Regions from separate parts of the Sus scrofa genome. Here region 1 is linked to region 2. The links are chromatin contacts, called in public HiChIP or PLAC-seq maps. All regions are on one chromosome and are shown on one strand. Each heading gives the region's core, a stretch centred on a gene start, on an enhancer-like site or on the middle of the called end of the contact. The rest is flanking DNA. Distances are from core to core; before and after follow the strand shown. Region 1 holds the start of ARL6 (ADP-ribosylation factor-like protein 6). Region 2 holds the start of CLDND1 (claudin domain containing 1).

The links. HiChIP or PLAC-seq counts read pairs in DNA pulled down with a chosen protein or histone mark.
Region 1: an H3K27ac HiChIP or PLAC-seq map of skeletal muscle shows a contact between it and region 2, with 10 times the contacts expected there. The contact joins the promoter of ARL6 here to the promoter of CLDND1 in region 2. A contact is called at or near these places in 1 of 5 promoter capture datasets (liver) and 1 of 2 datasets of contacts at active chromatin or transcription factors (skeletal muscle).

What each region holds. Positions count from the first base shown.
Region 1 is chr13:162,555,014-162,561,310 of Sscrofa11.1, reverse strand. It overlaps ARL6 (ADP-ribosylation factor-like protein 6), which reads left to right and starts at 4,636. Exons shown (of 9, transcript XM_021070700.1): 1 at 4,636-5,459.
Region 2 is chr13:160,392,998-160,399,174 of Sscrofa11.1, reverse strand. It overlaps CLDND1 (claudin domain containing 1), which reads right to left and starts at 1,651. Exons shown (of 5, transcript NM_001243498.1): 1 at 1,602-1,651.

The DNA of each region.
Region 1 (6,297 bases), core at 3,387-5,886, 2.2 Mb before region 2:
GAGGGTTTGAGAGTGAAAAGAATGGTGTGCTTGGTTCACAGTTGATTATCCAAAGAGAGGCAAAAATAAGATGGGAGTCCAAGAACATTTATGAAACTATTGCAATAGCTTGATCAAAAGAAAAAAAAAAACTTCTGTTAAAGTGGAAGTAGTGATGGTGGAAAGTAGCAGATGGTGTTGGGGATGTTTGAAGACAGGGCTTATAATGTATTAGGACCGAGGATGAAGAAAGAAAAATCTAAGATAAATTCTATCTTTGGAAAATAAAAACATAGTGCAGGAGAAGCAGGTTTGGAGGGAAAAAAAAATCAAGAGTTTGGTTTTGGCCATTTAATGCCTGAGATGCCTTTTAGATATTCAAATGGATATATCAAGCAGACAGAGGCATATAAGAGTTCCAAGGAGCAGTCAGGGCTAGACATCAAGATTTAGAAGTCATCAAAATATACATGATATTTAAGTATTTTTAAATCACTTAGGAATGCTCTGTAAGAGAGAGAAGTAGGTCTCTCTTGAGATCCAGGGTATTCCAAATAGAAGTTAGTCAGAGAATTAGAAGCCAGCAGATGACCCTAAAATTATCAAGTAAGGAAGAGAAAGAAAAAAACAACAACAATTGGTCATATGGATTAAATGCTTATAGAAGCTAAAATTAAAATGAAGAAATGGCCATTGGTCTTGGCAACATGGAAGTTACTGATGACTTTGATATGGCAGTCTCCTAAGTAGTGACGTCAAAGCATGATTGAATGGATTAAAAAGATACTTTAGGAAAGGAGGTGGAGTCAGTCTTATAAAATAACTGTTTCAAGAAGTTTTACTCTAAGAGAGCAAGAGAAATAGGGCAGAGCAAGGAAAATAACTAAGTAGCTAGAAGTAGATGTGGTGTTAAGAGAGGATGTGTATGTGTGCTTGTGTGTGTCTGAAGGATGCTAGAGCTTATTTACTAACTAACATGAGCAATTTTCACTGTGGTGCAGTGGGTTAATGATCCAGCTTGTCTCTGTACACCGGTTCAATCCCCTGGCCTGGTGCCGTGTCATCCAGCGTTGCTGCAGCTGTGGTGTACGTCACAGCTCTGGCTTGCATTCAATCCCAGATTTGACCTCTGGCCTTGGGAACTTCCATACATCATGTGGATGCCCAAAATAAAAATAAATTTTTAAAAAATTACTAATTTGAATGATCTGGTAGAAAGGGGAAAACTAATTATGCCAGAGAGAATTACTTAAAAGGACTTGAGAGGTAGAAGGGTTAGGATTCACAGCATAAGGAAAGAAGTTAGTCTTGGATAGCAGACACTCAGAACTATAATGGGAGGGAAGGCAGAGTGTGTAATATGCAAATAGGTTGGTAGATTTGTGGTAGCAAGGTAAGGATGTCGCTAAATGAATAGTTTTATTTTACCAAGAGGAGATAAAAGTCAATATGGGGAGTGGGAAGCAAGTATAGAGTGGAAGGAGATGTGTAAGTAGTTAGAAAGGGGAACACACACACACACACACACATATACATGTATATATACGTAAACATAGTCTATGGGTATTTGTGTGTATGTAATACACCACAAGAAAAAAGACTATTATATAAAATATTTTAAAGCCATTTTTGTTAAATATTTTTGAGATATCTTATTTGGAAGACCTGAAACTGAATTCCGAGTTTTCCAATGATGCTAATAACAAGTCCTCTTTTCTGTAATTCGAGAGTAAGTGAGGATTTCTCAGTGTCATTGACACTTCCCATGTTGTTACTTTTGCTTATTGCAGTGAAAAAGACAGAAACATCTTGTAGCTATTCTAATTCAAAGCTTATGAAAATCAAATTAGCTTAATCCAAAAAGATGTATATTGCATACTCAAGCTGTCAGTTTTCTCAAAACATTACTTTGAGAGGGTTTGAGCCCTCATCTGATTTTTTTTTAAAGGCAATTAGGCTCCGGTATTTTTCTCATATGAAATACATGTCATTTAGGTGTAACACATGAGTGATATGATTATTCATTGTGCCTTCCCCATTCTATAGGAAGGATGTGATATTTTAATTGTGTTCAGAGCTTTATTTCTGGACAGGCTGTATGTAATTTGGTGTGTTGGAATTTACAGGTGCATAAAAAATATTCTTTGGATTTGATGTAAAATTAGATTTTGAATAATGGAACAAGATGCTCTCCATTTTTTGCTGTTTGAGCATAGCCAAAAATATAAAGATACATGCATATGTATAAATATGTGTTTGATTAATCACTTAATACATAAATGGCCATGTCATTAAATGGTAGATTTGACAGTTACAGTGTGTTCAAAATTTAAAAATAGTTATAAAAATCTTTGTAGCAAAAATCCTTAAAAGTTTATTTATTAAATGTTAAATAGTACATTTAAATACCTAGAAAACATCTGTCTAGGATGAGATATGTAATCCACCATAGAGCAATATTTGACTAATGAAAAACTGCAGCTGAAAACATTTTTCCTTCTATTAATATATGTCTTTGTAACCTGTCAGTTATTTATCATTATTTATGGATTTAGCACTGTACCCATCTACTCTTGCAAAAAGGGGGAAAGATCTGTTTGTGAGAATAAGGAAGTGCAGCACTGTATTACTTTTTTCTCTTTGGTATTACATCACTATTTAGAGCTTCAGCATATGCCTTCCACTCAGGTTCCTACACGGCTTATGTTCTTTTCTGGTTGTATCACAACACAGTAGAAAAAAAACACAGTAAAAGGGTGTTAACAATAAGACTGCAATCCTACCTATTATCTACTTTACTATGACAGTGAAGTAGCATAAACTTAACTAAAGGTGGTATTGTTTTCATTTTATAAAAATCTACTGTAAAATTATGATGTTCCATGTAAATTTTCATGTGCTGGCATGCTTACAAGTTAATAGTGTTATAGAATGCTCAGCTCTCAATGAGGGATTCTTTGTGGTGAATTGCATTACATATGTCATCTATCTATTTGCTAAAGAATATGGTGTTTAGCAAAACTACCTGCTGAGCAACATAATAAGATTTTTGTACAAAGTACAAATTACTAATTATTGTATTTTATTTTTCTATGATTTCCTAAGAAGCATTATCAGGGTCTTACAGAGGAGTAGGCCCGTTTATTAAAATATTATTAGCAAATAAAAGTTAAAGTTCTGGTGGTTGAATTTGTGACTTTTTTGTACTTGTATTGATTATATTTAACATAATTTATTTTAATCTATTAAACCTAGATGCTCTTTGGATATATTAGTAATTCTGGAGACAAAATCATAGCTGTATGCAGTTCCCACTGTGGCTCAGCGGGTTAATGATCCAACATTGTCTCTGTGAGGGTGTGGGTTAAGGGTCACATGTGGCCAGGTCACAGATGCGGCTTGGATCCAGTGTTGCCATGGCTATGGCACAGGCCTGCAACAACAGTTCCAATTCGATTCCTAGCCCAGGAACTTCATATGCCATAGGTGCCACCTTAAAAAGAAATAAAAAACCTCACAGCTGTAATTTTTCAAACTAGTATCATTAGGGTTGAGGCATAAATTCACATAAATATAAATAATTAGTATATATTTTTGTAGCGATTTTTACATCATCAAAATATTTTTTAAGATTAAAGTAAATTCACTTGTTCACTGAATAAGGTAATATTGTGCACAAATTGCAGATGACCAAAAAAATACACATAATGTACAACTGTTCAAATAGCTTTTGACTATCAACATGCACTCCAAAAACTTCCAATCAATTACAAATCATGGATTTTCTATATTTTTTTAAAAGTTGCTGGTAAGAAAATAATTAAAAGTATCCTGAATTAATCAGAATAGTGCTGTATTCATCATATCTCTCTTCTCTCTTTATAATTCTTCTACTACAGTTTCAAATGAGAATATGAAATTTAAACTGGTAATAAAGTACTTGAAACTTTCCTTATATCTTTCCTTGTAACTTAAGTAACCCTCATAAAATTAAATACCATTTTAAAGCTTCTTTTTTTTTTCGTTATATAAATAAAAGAACCCAGAAGTTCCCACTGTGGCACAAAGTTATCCGCGTCTTGGGAGCACTGGGACGCAGGTTCCATCCCTGGCCTGGCACAGATTAGGGATCCAGTGTTGCTGAACATGTGGTTTAGGCGCCAACTGTGGCTGGGATCTTAACCTGGCCTGGGAACTATATATGCTCTGGGGCGGCCAAAGAAGAAAAATAAATAAAAAAAATAAAAGAACCTACATCTTCAAGTTTGAAGAATAAAAGAAAAAGCACCCCATGATCATGCAAATTTCCCCCCATGATTACTTTTATATAATTCCTTCTAGTCTCTTTTTTTTTTTCAGCTTTCCCAATCCATTTAATAGGCCATAACAATTAACAGACCCAATGGGTAGGGTAGTAAACACAACACCTGGGTAGTTGGAGGGGGGATATAATCTCACACTCATAGCTAACAAAGTAAATAATCGTTTACCAATACTGTAAAACCCCGGAACAATTTAAGAAAGTTGCTAACTTGAAGCATTCAGAGTTGATTCCTCTCCTGACCACCCGCCAATTGGATTCTGGGGACTGCAATCTAATCAAGGAAGATTATGCCCCGAGGAAATCTCTTCAGGAGATCAGACGGCTAAGAAGCCTGGTTACAGGCATACTTCCTCTGCCGAATAATGCCTGAGTTTACCTCCTCTCCCTACCAACATTAACGGTTTTGCTTCTGAAGGGCTCCAGCCTGAGGTCTTAGAGCCTGGAAGGCAGACGCGACGCACAACCAGGCAGCCCGTGCGCACAGGTCGCCCTGGAGCGCGCAGTCGGGTCCTGCAGTGGTTGCCACAATGCCGAGCACGTGCCCGACGTCGACTCAGGCTTCTCAGTGCTCGAGGCGCCACAGTGAGCGCAGGTCTCTGTGTGCAGGCCCTAGAAGGCAGGGAAACCCAGGCGGCGAGAAACGCCCCGCAGCAAAATTTCACGCCAAACACTTCCCAGCAGGCTGTGCGCGCGCCTACAACTCCCATCATGCTCCATGAGGGATTGCACGGCTATTTGCTGGAAGCCGGCAGTTTACCCCGTCACCCTGCTCACGTTTCTTTAATACTTCTCGCTGTGCCTCAAGCATCTTGGGGAGCTTTTCAATCCCACAATCAGAGCAAGGCGGCTTGACGCGCTAAAACCTCTGAGGAGGCGTGGCTCCGGACCGGAAGAACCTTCCGTTGCCAGGGGAACGTCGCGCACCCAAGCGCCTGCCCAGCCACTGATGTTTGGATTGTAGCAGCAGCAACCTCTTCACCCAACTTGTGGAGGCGGCTTTCCTCAAGACGAGTGATCCTTCTTCCTATGGAGGCTTAGAGAGGAGGGCTGAGGGACGTCCGCACCGAATTTCCATCCCAGAGACGGATACGAGCGTGTGCGTCCATTCCTGTTCTTCTGCGGCTCCGGGGCCTGCAGAACTAACCTCCAAGACCAGGTATCTCCCACCCGTCCCCGCCAGTTGTGTGCAGTGCCAACCCACAGTCCCAGCCGCCAATTTTAGAATTGCTTTTTCCCATGTTTTTCACTCCGTGTAGTTGTTTCTAATGTGTGAGAAGTAAAAAAAGAAGTGGGCTAGGGCCCCCAGAAAACTCATTGAATTGCTTTGGGTGAATTTTTTTTGATCAGATGGGCCTTTTTATTTGGTGTGTGGAGTAATTGAAATTCCATCAAAAACTGAAAACTGAATAAAAACGTTTGTTTGGAGTAGTTAGAGTGCTATAATTCACTCTAGAAACATTTTTAAAGTTTACAAAATACCATTGGGGGTGTTTTCTTTGCTCGACCTCTCTCTCTGTAGCGTGCCTTCCGACCTCTTAACTGTGGATAACATCCTGATTATTGAGGACTTTTCTGGCAACAATTAAAACAAATCATTTAGAAAGTTGTTTTCTCAGATAACAGCCAAGAGAATTTGGCTGGTGTGCGGAAAGAGGAAAACAAGATAAACTGGAAAGATAGATTGGAGTCAAAATGTGAACAGCTTTAAAAGCTATGCGTGAAAGTTTATACTTTATTCTAAAAGTTCTCAATAGTGACTGTATAGCTACACTGTGTAGCTTTTTTAAATACAGATGCCCTGATAACATCTTCAGAAATACTAATCCAATTAGCTGATTCCACTGTGCAGCCAGGGTTGAGAATCCTTGGTTGTAGGAATAGGGAGCTACATGAAACTTGAGTTGTATCTCCTCCTATGCACTTAGGACATGGTAAATGAATGTTGAGTGACTTAAACCGTTGTTTTTTATTTCCTTCTTTTATGCATGTAAAAA
Region 2 (6,177 bases), core at 402-2,901:
CTATTTCCCATCCCAAAGCTGTTTAAAGTAATGTATAATCATCAATGAATTTAAAAAAAAAAAAAAAGAGGAAGAAGCAAGCATGTTCTTAAGTTCAAAACAAAACTCATTATCATGAAAGTACTTATTGAATGCTCACATACCCAGGATGCTACGGAGACAGAGGTCTTGTTCTCTAGTCTATCACCTGCACACTAAAACAGACAACACTGAAATGGACATACACATTACAGATACAAACAACAGACATGCCCAGAGTCAGCAATGTACCTAGCATAAATGGTTAAGGAAAGACTGCAGAGCATTAACTGTTCTGAGTCTGGGTGTGAAAAGGGCAGAGGAAATGTGGTTAGGGCCCCCCCAGAACAAAGGGAAGGCAACGTGGAATCATCAGCATCTGTGTGCGCATGCGTAACTCTGTAGCATAGACCATCTAATCAAATGTATGTTACCCCATAAGGAAGACAAAGGGGCTAAAATGTAAAGGGGCAACTAATGAAGGGTATATAAAGCTACGCCCCCCTGCGCTCTCGGCTCAGCCGATGGATATGAATCCTGAGCCGGTGCAGGCACAAATAAACACTGCTTCCTGGCAATAAGCCTCGGTCCCATCTCTCTGTACGCAAGTCCGCCAACAGAAAAGGAAGCAGAGGAAATCGGCTCCTCCCAGTTTCCTCTGATTAGGGAAACCTTCCAAAACAAGGTTAAGAGTAGAGAGCTATTCAGAAGACAGTTGAAAACGCTTGTTAAACCAGAGAGAAGGTTGTTTCAGGCGCAAGAAATAGAAAAGAGAATAATAATATATAATAATGCTAGATATCAATCTGCCCCTAATCCATTAAAGCTAAACCAAGCTCCTTAACGCTGCCTAAGTCTTCACTCCTATCGACCGTCCTCATTCTTTATACTTTTGAACCTCCTCATCTGCAAACTAAATGATTCCTCCTCAGCCAGAAAGAAAACCCAGAATCGGGCAAAATACAAGCACTCCAAAGGCGTGGACAGGGCTCAACGGCAGTAGTAAATGGCCGCAGTAAAATGACTCAAGCCGGATCAAGCTGAGTCAAATACTGCAAGTATATACCATGACCGCACCAAACACCTTTAAAAGGAGTACGAAAACAGGCTCGCAAACTGGGGCTGCTGAGTTTGGAAAATGGCAAGTGACTCAGGAGAGACCAGAGCAATTACAATAATTAACTTTAACTCCAGAGGTTGGGTTTGTATTTTTATTCTTTTTTAATCCTTTTTCATCCTTGTGCTCTCAAATGACCTTAAAAGGTCCCGGGCACCGGAGCGGCAGTTCGCCCAGGCCGGACGCCTAGCGCTGTCACCTCGCGGGACGCACCTCGTGGCCGGGCGGGGGGTCGAGACTAGCCAGAGCTACGGCCGGGCAGCCCTGCGCGGTCCAGCCAGGGGCCTCAGTGACCGGGGCAGGCCCTTCCCCAGACCGCTCGGCCGAGGGAAAAGCCCCGCAACAGCCCCCCGCTCAGAACCCGCACACCCCGGCCGCGCCCGGGTAGGGGGCCCCTTTTCAAACGGCTGGAAACGTCCAACAGCTACGCGACCCCTGCCGAGCGACGCCGGCCCCGCTCACTCACCGCCCATCCTCCTGCTCCGCCAGCTTCACCCTCAAGCTCAAACCACAGAACCCTACTCTCCCCACGCCTCTTCTGACGCACTTCCCTGCAGAGCCCGCCCCCTCCATAACTCCCGCGCCTCCGCCTCCGCCTCCACCCCGGGCTGGGCCTGGCCACAGAGCCGAGGGGGCTTGTGGGAGTTGTAGGAGGGACAGAGGAAAAGCAGCGAGAGGCAGCGGACGGCATTCCCGGCGCCGCGCGCGGCGAGTTGTGGGAGGTGTAGTTCGGCTCCGGAGGGGCAGTCGGTACGCGAAAGGGAGGTCTGGGCTGTTGGATTCTTATTTTTTACTGAGGAAGGAACGAACGTCCACCAAGTAAGGCGACCTGCCTGGTCACTGATACTCATTAGTTGTGACTTTATGAGTCGGATTTTCCAATCTTGTGTTTTCCTCACCACTACCCTACTTGTGAACAGCAATGAGATTATACTTTCGAGATGATAACCCATTGACTTACTCTCTCACAACCTCGCTCTCATTGCACCAGATAGTCTTTCTGATTTTATTGCTTAAGTTTAGACTAAGAAGGATGTAATCTGACAGACAGTATCCAACTAGCATGTAATGGCATCCTTTGGGTTTCATACAATTTTTGTTTGTTGGCTGCTTTCTCTTTATGGCAAGTGATATTTTCTATTGTAGTAAAGCACCCTTTTAAAATTAATTACAGTTAGTTAAAGAAAAACATTAAGTTAATGCTGAGAGTCCCAGATATGTCAAAAAAAGTGAATAAAAAATTGTTTATATAGTATGAAAAAGACTGAATTTTTGAGAACATTGCCTTAAGCAGAAAGAATCATGCACAACCTGAGAGACTGCAAATGACTTTATGGCTCAGAGAAAACAAAATGAGCCTTCAAGTATTGCATATAAATTCACAGACAGAAAGCAGGGACATCTCTGTAGTGATGTGTATAGACCCATGAATGTGGCATGAGACCAGCAATGATAGGTTTCTCAACAGGTACCTACAGAGACGGCCAACTCAAGGACCAGAGGTGCTGTCAAACCCTACTTCACCCCTCAAATGCCTTCAAATTTAGCTACAGAACAGGAGAAAGGTGGGAGCCCCAGGCTGATACTAAATTTCTACCACCCTGACAGACTGAAGACATAGCTATCTGTTTCTCTATCTTTAGCTATATTTCTTTTGCCTAAGTTGAACTGCTATTCATATCTAACACATAAGTAAAATAAGGTAATAGAATATAATATTCAAATATGACTGGATTTTCATGTAGAATACCTTGCCAGAGGAGAATTGTCAGAGGAACCAACCAGAGAAAATGGTAGCAGTGCACAGTAAATTGTTAATTTGCATTTAGAGCCCCTCCATGCATTTATTCACAAGGAAATGGCTATATACATTGACCTTCTCTAGAAATTCCCTACCTTCAGAACTATATCTCTAGTGAAGTTACAATACATCCAGGTTAAAGAGAAGTTTAGAAAAGGAAGAGGAAGACACCACCTCAGTTCATGGACAAGAGAATTGAGACCAGGGAATAACACTTCAAGCTTGAATATTGAGGTGACATTAGACAATTTATTTAACTTCTTTAAATCTGTTTTCTTTTCTCCAAAATATGAGGTTGACAATAGTACCTATACCACATGATCATTGTGAGGATTAAATGAGAAAATATGTATAATACCCATCACAGGCCCTGGGGCATAGTAAACAATTGTTAAATTATTATTTGTAAATATTTTGTTCAAGACCTGTAATCTTTGAGTATGGTCTTTAAAAAAAAAAAAGAAAAAACAACGCCCTTTCAAAGCTCTTAATTCTTCCTGGAAGCTAGGAATAAGCTGCTATTGGAGGTAAGGGTCCCTGCTCACTTCAGGAGACTTAATGAATCTCTGGACTAAATGCCTGATGACTAGGAAAGACTTGCCAGGACCAGATTCCAGGCATCTTTTGTTAGCTCTGCTCATAGCTTACATGTGTCTTCATAATTCAGGAGGCTGATGTTTCTGGCAAGACCTGCAAAGGAGGGTGATGCTTTTATCCATCAAGTCTGCAGAATGCCTGAAAAATACAAGACACATTTCGGTCACCCATGTAGTATAGCCCTGGGAGTGTCTGTATGTTTGAAGTTGTGACCATCCTTCCCATTCAGCACAGGGCACTTGAACCACCTCGCGACGCCCACTACCACCAAACACTGTATTTCTTATTTATCTCTACGTCTTGGGGGTTTCTGTCTTGTATTTGTGCTTGCTCATTGCGTAGATAGGCAAAATAAGTCCTTAATAAATTAATTAAATTTCTATTGCCATTTCTTACTGCACTGTTTGGAAAAGAGTAGCTGGCCTGACATATTTTCATAAATATTGAAGATTATTTAGTGCAACAAGGTAAAGTCCATTAAATTCAGATTTAAAAGCAAAGTTGAATTAGACCTCTGGCTTAGTTTGATTAAAGATCATCCTAGTTTCAGCAAGAAGGTGTTGTAATTACACTGCACTGTAAATAAACCCAATAAACTAAAAATATAGATATGCATTTATTATAACTTGTTTATATTGTATGCTTACAAAACTCTTTATGCGAGCATTCCCTTCAATACCAGACTCCCTAAGATAGTTAAATATTATTTTTAATTGTACTTTTTAAGGAATTAAAAATTATATTAAGCAATATATATCCCCATTATCTTTTTCTCATATAATTTTATCCTGGTTGTTTTCCTTATGAACTTTGGCATGCAGAAAGGGTGAAAGTAGAAATAGATGCATGTTCTGGGTTCCAGTCACCAGCTATCCTTAAAAAATCGTATCATTCTTTGAATTTCCTTGTAACAATTTCTTGTAGAACAATGGCTAAATTAATCAAGGACAAAGCAAATAGAAAAGTTCATCTAAAATGGCTCTTTCCTTTCAGTAATTCCTGTCAAACATTACACAGAGCTGCAGTGGATGTCCATGCTTCTGAAGGACAGAGAATGGACCATATGTAGATGAGAAATTTAAATTTAAATTGTCCTTGATTTCAAAATCATCAATGTGGATCTTCAGTAAATTACAACTTTCTGGGCCCCAGTGTCCTCATTAGTAAAGTGACTTACTGGATGACCACTAATGTCACTTAAAGCTCTAAAATATTATGATTCATAATTCTGCTGAAAGGAGAATAACATAGCTCCAAAATATGATTGTCATAGATCCACAGAATTGAAGTTTCACTGGAGAATTCATGTATCTTACACCTTCAGCCTACACAATATCCAAGAATGCAGAGGGAGTGGGAAATGCAGAACAAAGGAAAAGGAGGAAGACTCAATGCATTCTGATTAGAAAAGATCAGCAACTCAGACCTTGGCTGTTTCAACAATAAACAGTTATAATGAAAAATGGAAGGTGTCCATGAAGTTTATGAAAAGTCTGTATTCATTGGAAATGACTCAAAATTCAAGCATAATTCAGTTCAGATCTACAAACATTTATTGACTATCTATCTAATGTATGCCAGACACTGTGCTGGGTACTAGGACACCAATGTAAATAAATAGAATTTTTGCTGTACACAACCTAAATCCAGATTAAATCAATGTTTATGAATAAACCTAAAGTATACGTGCCTAGAATCATAACATCACTGCTATTTATGTAAATATGGGGTGCCAAGGGAAATAATCCAATAAATGAAGTAAAGGAGGACCCTAAAAGCAGCAAAAGGATGCCACTTAATTTGGCATGATATATTACGTTGTATTGCACTAAACTTTCCAGTTAACTGTCAGAATAAAAAAAAAAAAATCACTAACTCTTAGAGTGTAAATAGATCTCTTAAACTGGGCAATTTAAATAATTTAAATAGCTATACATTTTATGATGCTCAAATAAGATATGGACAAGAGAGCGTTTCTAACAAATGAATATAAAATCACCCTGTCTGACAAGATTTATGAAAAACAAATAGTTTGCTTCATGATTTTGGCCATTTATTCTGGGACATATCAGTAGAGCATATATGAACAGAGATTTCTTTTTACAGTGCTATATGCTACATAATCTGGTGAATCCTATTTAATACATGATAGAGGGGCTGGTAGGGAAGAAACAGAACTAATATGTTGGGACCACAGGGGTTGATAGGGAAGAAACAGAAGTAATACGTTGTAATGCCAGTGGGGGGTGGCTGTATTCACACAGAACTTTCAGTCCACCTGTGAAGCAGAGACTGTAACTCACATCTATGGCTGTCTGATGACAATATAGCCACCTGAGCAGATGCTTCAGTGGTCAACTTACTCTGTGCCTGTTTTCAACATTTGAGCCAATTCTGAACATATTTCAGGAATTGAATACAGAATAACAGAAAGTCCTGAGGTGTAAATTAATTCCTAAAATTTTCCGAGATCCAGGCCAGAAGACTTCTAAGACATTCAAATGGTGATTTTTTAAAAGTTAGCTGAAATAATAACAAAGCATAAATTTTTTAAAAAGTTAACTGAAATAATAACAATAATGTATAAAGTTGGTTAAGATGAATACCTTAGAATAGTGATTCTAAACTTTAGTGTGTAAAGATC